Linked DNA regions of Danio rerio: region 2 is linked to region 1. The links are chromatin contacts, called in public HiChIP or PLAC-seq maps. All regions are on one chromosome and are shown on one strand. Each heading gives the region's core, a stretch centred on a gene start, on an enhancer-like site or on the middle of the called end of the contact. The rest is flanking DNA. Distances are from core to core; before and after follow the strand shown. Region 1 holds the start of cep170ab (centrosomal protein 170Ab). Region 2 holds the start of si:dkey-261j15.2.

Region 1 (3,136 bases), core at 494-2,993:
TTAATAACAGAATTTTCTTTTCTTTTTTTGGGGGGTGAACTAAGCCTTTAATTATCATCTGACATAGCTTACATGCTAGCTAGTTTGAAATACTACTTCAGTTAAAGTTTTGAAGATATTCTATATTAACTTAATTTAGAACCAGGGTAAATACCTACTTTTGGAAATATACCTGTGATTGATTGATTGATTGATTGACAGATCGATTGATTAATCGGCTGATTGATTCCCAGCAGGTACACAACATCATAAGAAGTTAATATTAGGTTAGATTTAGATCATGACGTTAGGTGACCAAACTTCAATGTCTAGTCAGGGTCTAAGGACAACGTTACTTTGACGTCCAATAACGACGTCAAATTACATTGATATTTGGTTAATTTTAGATTGTGTTGGAAAGTGACCAAAATTCAACATCTGATTAGATGTCATAGTGGTAACGTCCACACAATGTCAAGGTGTAACATGCTAGACATTGATATTTGGTTGATTTTAGGTTAGACATTACGTTGGGTTCTGATGTCAATCTGATTTTCATTTCCAAACAAAATCCAACATCCCCACGAAGTTGTTGACATCCTGTGCCTTAACATAATTCTTGTTCAGCTCTGTACTAAATGAGGCTATACTTTATTTTAGCCAGCTCTTTGATTCTGAATTTTAACAGTACATTCTCAGAAAGAAAGGTAGGAGAGCTGTCACTAGGGTGGTACCTTTTCAAAAGGTACACATTTGCACTTAAAAAGTCCATATTATTACATCAGGGATATATATTAGTACCTAAAATGTACAAAATTGTACCTCCTAAATGCTTTAGGTACTAATATATACTTTTGAGGTACCAATATAGATCATTTAAGTACAAATGTGTACCTATTGAAAAGGTACCACCAGCTCTCCTTTATTTCTGAGAGTGTACAGAAAGAGACTCAGAATGACAGAAGCAAAATCCACAAGAAAGGCAATAAATATCAGGGATCCTGACAAGAACATGATGCATAAATTATATCAATAAGCAATGCATTTACAAACGTCGATCGACCAAATTCACGTCGATATAACGCGAGATGTTCCGATCTCATTTAATGCAAAATTCCATTCGTATATAAGCTTCATTTACGGCTAATTTTCTTTTAGGTAAATGTAGCATGTTTTTTTTTATCTGAGCTGGAATATTTAGGTTATAATCACACATGCTGAGTGAATATGCATCATCATCATCATCATCATCTAAGCAACGCATCATTTGCGTGTGAGCGGAGCGTCAGTCTCCGCCTCTGCCTTCAAGCACTGGCCTTGTTCTTCACCGGTAATGACAGATCTGATGTTTATTCTGAGAGACAGTCGCTCACTCTACACCCTTCGCATATTCTGATAGCTGTTTTAAAGGCATAACGATGCGCATTTACTCACAGTACGCAATATTTTGCTCAAGAGGAGAAAACCTGAAAATCGACGCATACAAAGGCCTAAATATTTTTCTAATAACCGTGCTTCTGTTTTCATCACGTATCATGCCCTGTCACAGACCTCCAGTCCGTAATAGGCCGGATCGGTAGCATGTAGAGCTCATGACAGCTAATTACCAATTTCCATCAAGCGAAATGTTTGCTGCTAAAATTAAAAACGAGTCAAAATCTGTCTGTTTTTGTGAAAATAGGACGCATCACTTACCTAATAAATCCCAGTATGTTTATTCCATAAATGACATCCGTGCGCTCTTGTGCTCGGAGCGGCGCGCTCTGCCCAGCCCAGTCTGAGGTGCAGCTGCGCGTCTTGACGCACGGTGGCGCTGCGGTGTCAAGAAAGAACAAGATGACAAGCGCTCCCTGTGGTCAGCAGCATTATTTTTATCACATGCTTGCGCTAATTTGTATCTAATTTACAGATTTATTAATTTATCTAATTTATTTTATTTATTTTATTTATTTTATTTATTTTATTTTATAAATATAGTTTGCAACCACTTACCTTTAAAAAATTAAACAAATCCAATGAATCATTTTTTCAGTGTAGCCTATTCTTACTCCTAAATGCTGAATAAATGTAAATTAATATGTCTTGAATGTTTATTTGGTTATAAGCCCTATATCGATGAAGCAGTTCATCCAAAGGCTTAATCTTTTACTCACTCGGGTGTTTCCAAATCTTTACAAATTTCTTTCTTCAGTTGAACACCGAAGAAGATATTCTGAAGAACGCTGGAAATCTGTAACTATTGACATCCAAAGCAGGAAAAACTAATATTATTGATGTCAATGGATATCAGTGTCTTTTGTGTTCGAACAGATGAAACAGAAAAAGTGAAGGGTAAGTATGACAGACTTTTTAAACTATCCTTTTTCATGTAACTATAATCAGGATTTCTGTAAACCCCAGCTGTTGGCCACCTATTAAATGAACAACATGATAGTACACTGAACACTAGATGGCGAAGTTGTACGTGACAGTCGAGATTTCCCCCCCAAAGAACTGTCAACAATAAACCTTTTCAATATCGGAATGCATGCATATTTATATTTATATATTGTTCACATGCTTGGTCATAAGTTCAGGGAAAAAGCAGATTTTTTTGTTTGTTTTGTTTATCACTGTGTATTTTATTCCTATATGGGACATTTTTTTCAGCATCAATCTTTATTTATTTGATTTGTCATGGATTATTGCATTTTATTTATTAATTACGTATTTATTAATTAATTTATTTAGTTAGTTAGTGTTTGTAACTTTAAGGTTTTATGTTGACATCTGCATGTAATGGTAATTAATTTTCCTAACACTCTAAGCCTGTATAAGTTGAGTTTATTTAAAAAATAAGAGGAAACTAGTTGCCCTAAAAATTTTAAATAATATATACTTAAAAACTTGAGGGAGCTCTACTTAAAAGATAAGAGTTGTTCTAATATGTATTATAAGTTATATGCACTTAATGATTTTAAGTAGTGTCAGTTTACTCCACTCATCTTTTTAAGAGCATTAAAATAAACACAGAGTTGTTTTATTTAAATTTCCTTTCAAAGTACAGCAAAACAATGTAAATGCTACGCAATACAACTTAAAAATCAGTTTGTCTACTTTTCTCTTAAGTGCATCTACTCAAACAAGATCGAATAACATTGACCCCCAGTTTTAAATG
Region 2 (3,224 bases), core at 501-3,000, 190 kb after region 1:
ATGACATTTAACATAGCATTTCTTCTGTAAAAAAAAAAATAAACGTATTCTTCTTAGCGAGTCAAGTGATTTAAAAAAAAATAAAAAATAAATAATAATAATAATAATAAAAACACTTCACGAATCTGACAAATTCTCCGCAGAAATAGCAAAAAACGTCCACAGATTCCGTCTGGCCCTGCTGATTATTTACTATGGTTTTAGTTGGACAATATTGAGGTACACCTGTTTTATATAACAATAAAATGCAAAAATCTTACACAAAATGTGTATGCGTTACCAGGGTTAAAAAAACAGATTGAGGTAAAGTTGGTTTTATATTCACACACTTGTACTTTGTCCCTAATGTATTTTCAGAAAAGTATTCTTTGCAAATTCTAAATAGTGAAATCATATTAGCAGCCGATTTCCATCCAAGTACAACATTGTTCACAGTCAAATAAATAGTGCTGATGTTTGTTTTTTTTCCAAGTCATACTTGCATGTGATTTCAGACCAAATTTTCAAATTACCATGGTAAACAATATAGCGAGCGTGTCACAAGATGACACTTAACGAATGTTTAAATAGAAAAATGACTTTGCCTCAATAATAGTGTGTGTGTGTTTGTACATATTTATCATTTTTTACTTATCAAAAATGTATAAATACAGTTACAAAATGGCTAACTTGATAGCGTACATATCTTTTACTTTATATTTTATCGGTCCGAGAAGTTGCTGATTAGTTACTATGGTTTTAGTTGAACAATATATTGAGGTACACCTGTTTTATATTACAATAAAATGCAAAACTCTTACACAAATTGTGTATGCGTTACCAGGGTAAAAAAACAGATTGAGGTAAAGTTGGTTTTATATTCACACTTTTGGATTTTCTCCTTAATAATGTAATTTCACAAAAATATTCTTTGCAAATTCTAAATGGTGAAAACATGCAAGCAGCCACCGTAAATGACTATCAAAATACAACATTGTTTACAGTCGGATAAATAGTGCTAATGTTGTTTTCAAGTCATACTTGCATGAAATTTCAAACCGAATATTTGAAGTACCATGGTAAACAAATATAGTGACAAAATGGTTAACATGGTAGCGTTCACATGGTTTACTTTATATTCTCATTCAGAGAAGTTGCTGATTAAGTTAGTTACTATGGATTTAGTTGGACAAATTTGAGGTACACCTGTTATATATAAAACAATAAAATGCGAAGATCATAAACAAATTGTGTATGTGATAAGTGGGCTAAAAATAGCGGGAACTCACCTATTTCATCCTCAGAGCACACGGGCGACTCGGGGTTTGTTTCCACAGTGGCCGTAGCCGAATTCAAGGCCCTGGTGAAATGACTGGACGGTCGGTCTCCCAGAATCGACTCCATAACTCCGTGGTCGAATGTTCTCTTGTTGTGCCCTCCACGGCCGCGTTTGCTTGGTTTCATCTTCAGATCCCTATATTCCTTGCGAAGCTTTTTCAGCTTGTTTACGATTTGCTCGGACGAGCGATTGAAGCCGCCGTTCATCATTTCTTGGCTTATCTCGTCGTACACTATTTGCTTCTTCTTCGACCTCTCCAGCTTCTCCTGGATCTCTGAGGAGGACCATATCGCGAGCAGCACGCTGATTTCCTCTGAAGACCACAGCGTGTGTTTACCCTCGGACATTTTGTGGGATGTTCAGTTAAAGGCACGGTCACTGCAGACAGCAGCGTGGTTGCTACAGATAGAAAGGCTGTTGTTTTGAAATCGTTTCCTGGTGACGTCATATTTACCCGCCTGTGGATTTGGGTTCCTGACTGGAGGTAAGTGGACTTTTTGGGGCCTATATGTGATCATATTGGCTCTAAAATACACTCAATATTATCTAAATAAAGGTGTGTGGCGTTTCATTTATTAGACAAGAATGATCTTGCATTTTGTTACAGTTCTACGTCAGTAGGCGGCGACAAATGAATAAGCCTATTCATTAAGCCATTAACATCAATAATGAATAAAATTGCACCAGAGATTGCATGCTTCCCAACAAAACTGTGAAAATGTGTGAAACTTCTGCAGGCATTACTGAAAGTTCGGTGGATGCCACTATACCTTGAGGCCATGGGAGAAGATTTATGAATAGGAGTAAAGGCTGATTTATACTTCTGCGTTGAGTGATTGGCCTGACCCACTCACGGCGCATGCCTTTGCATATCCGTGCATTTATACTTCTGCATGCTGTTTGTGTTGCTCTGCAATAACACTTCCGAAACGCTAGCTGGCAGTAGGTTTTTATATTTCTCTGTGTCTAGTTTCTTTGCGGGTGTTGTTTCTGAACACAGTCTTGAATGTAGAAGTAGCTAAAACTCGCTCATTCAGAGGCGGGAACCAGCAGGCGTTAATCATAAAGTAAACTCAAAACAACAGTTTCCATCTAGAGTATCTTCATGGGACTCGACACTCGACAGAAGTTCGTGTCAGCTACAGCGAGGGCTATGTGTATATTTATATGCGAGGCAGTGGCGCAGTAGGTAGTGCTGTCGCCTCTTGCTATGAGCAACTACCTCGGCTCAGTTGGTGTTTCTCTTGGAGTTTGCAGGTTCTCCCTGCCTCCGGGTGCTCTGGTTTCCCCCACAGTCCAAAGACATGCAGTACAGGTGAATTGGGTAGGCTAAATTGGCCGTAATGTATGAGTGTGTGTGTGTGTGAATGTGTGTGAGGATGTTTCCCAGAGAAGGGTTGCTGCTGGAAGGGCATCCGCTGCGTAAAAACTTGTTGGATAAGTTGGCGGTTCATTCTGCTGTGGTGACCCCGGATTAATAAAGGGACTAAGCCGACAAGAAAATGAATGAATGTACTATTTCAGTGGAACCACTAGGAAGCCAAAATTGTTGGTACACAAGCTTTGGCCATGAGATGGCAGTATATACTTACATATGTGCGATCCAAAACCCTTGAAGCCATGTAACAAAGATAAATGCTACTCTATTACTTCTTACCCAGAAGTTAATATTTCAGCTAGTTGAGTATGACAGTGAGATTCTTGAAGGTCTTTTAAATCAGAGGCATGACATGTATTTATAGCACAGCGGCTTTCATTTATTTCACACAGAGCACAAACCTCATGGGAGCCGACAACACTGGGAGCAACTCAACCGTCGTTTCAACAGAGGATGCGGTTATACAAACACTGTATAGACTATTTGGAGGGATGTAAACAATAATAATAGTCCTAATGTATTTCCTCT

What was found. HiChIP or PLAC-seq counts read pairs in DNA pulled down with a chosen protein or histone mark.
Region 2: an H3K4me3 HiChIP or PLAC-seq map of gastrula embryo shows a contact between it and region 1, with 5 times the contacts expected there. The contact joins the promoter of si:dkey-261j15.2 here to the promoter of cep170ab in region 1. A contact is called at or near these places in 2 of 18 Hi-C or Micro-C datasets (both in embryo) and 3 of 4 datasets of contacts at active chromatin or transcription factors (caudal fin, embryo and gastrula embryo).

Annotation. Positions count from the first base shown.
Region 1 is chr6:7,422,827-7,425,962 of GRCz12tu, forward strand. cep170ab (centrosomal protein 170Ab) reads right to left here and starts at 1,744. Exons shown (of 19, transcript XM_073953595.1): 1 at 1,675-1,744.
Region 2 is chr6:7,608,676-7,611,899 of GRCz12tu, forward strand. It overlaps si:dkey-261j15.2, which reads right to left and starts at 1,751. Exons shown (of 3, transcript NM_001326584.1): 1 at 1,269-1,751. The coding sequence starts at 1,665. LOC141386175 (a long non-coding RNA gene) reads left to right here and starts at 1,295. Exons shown (of 4, transcript XR_012407623.1): 1 at 1,295-1,802.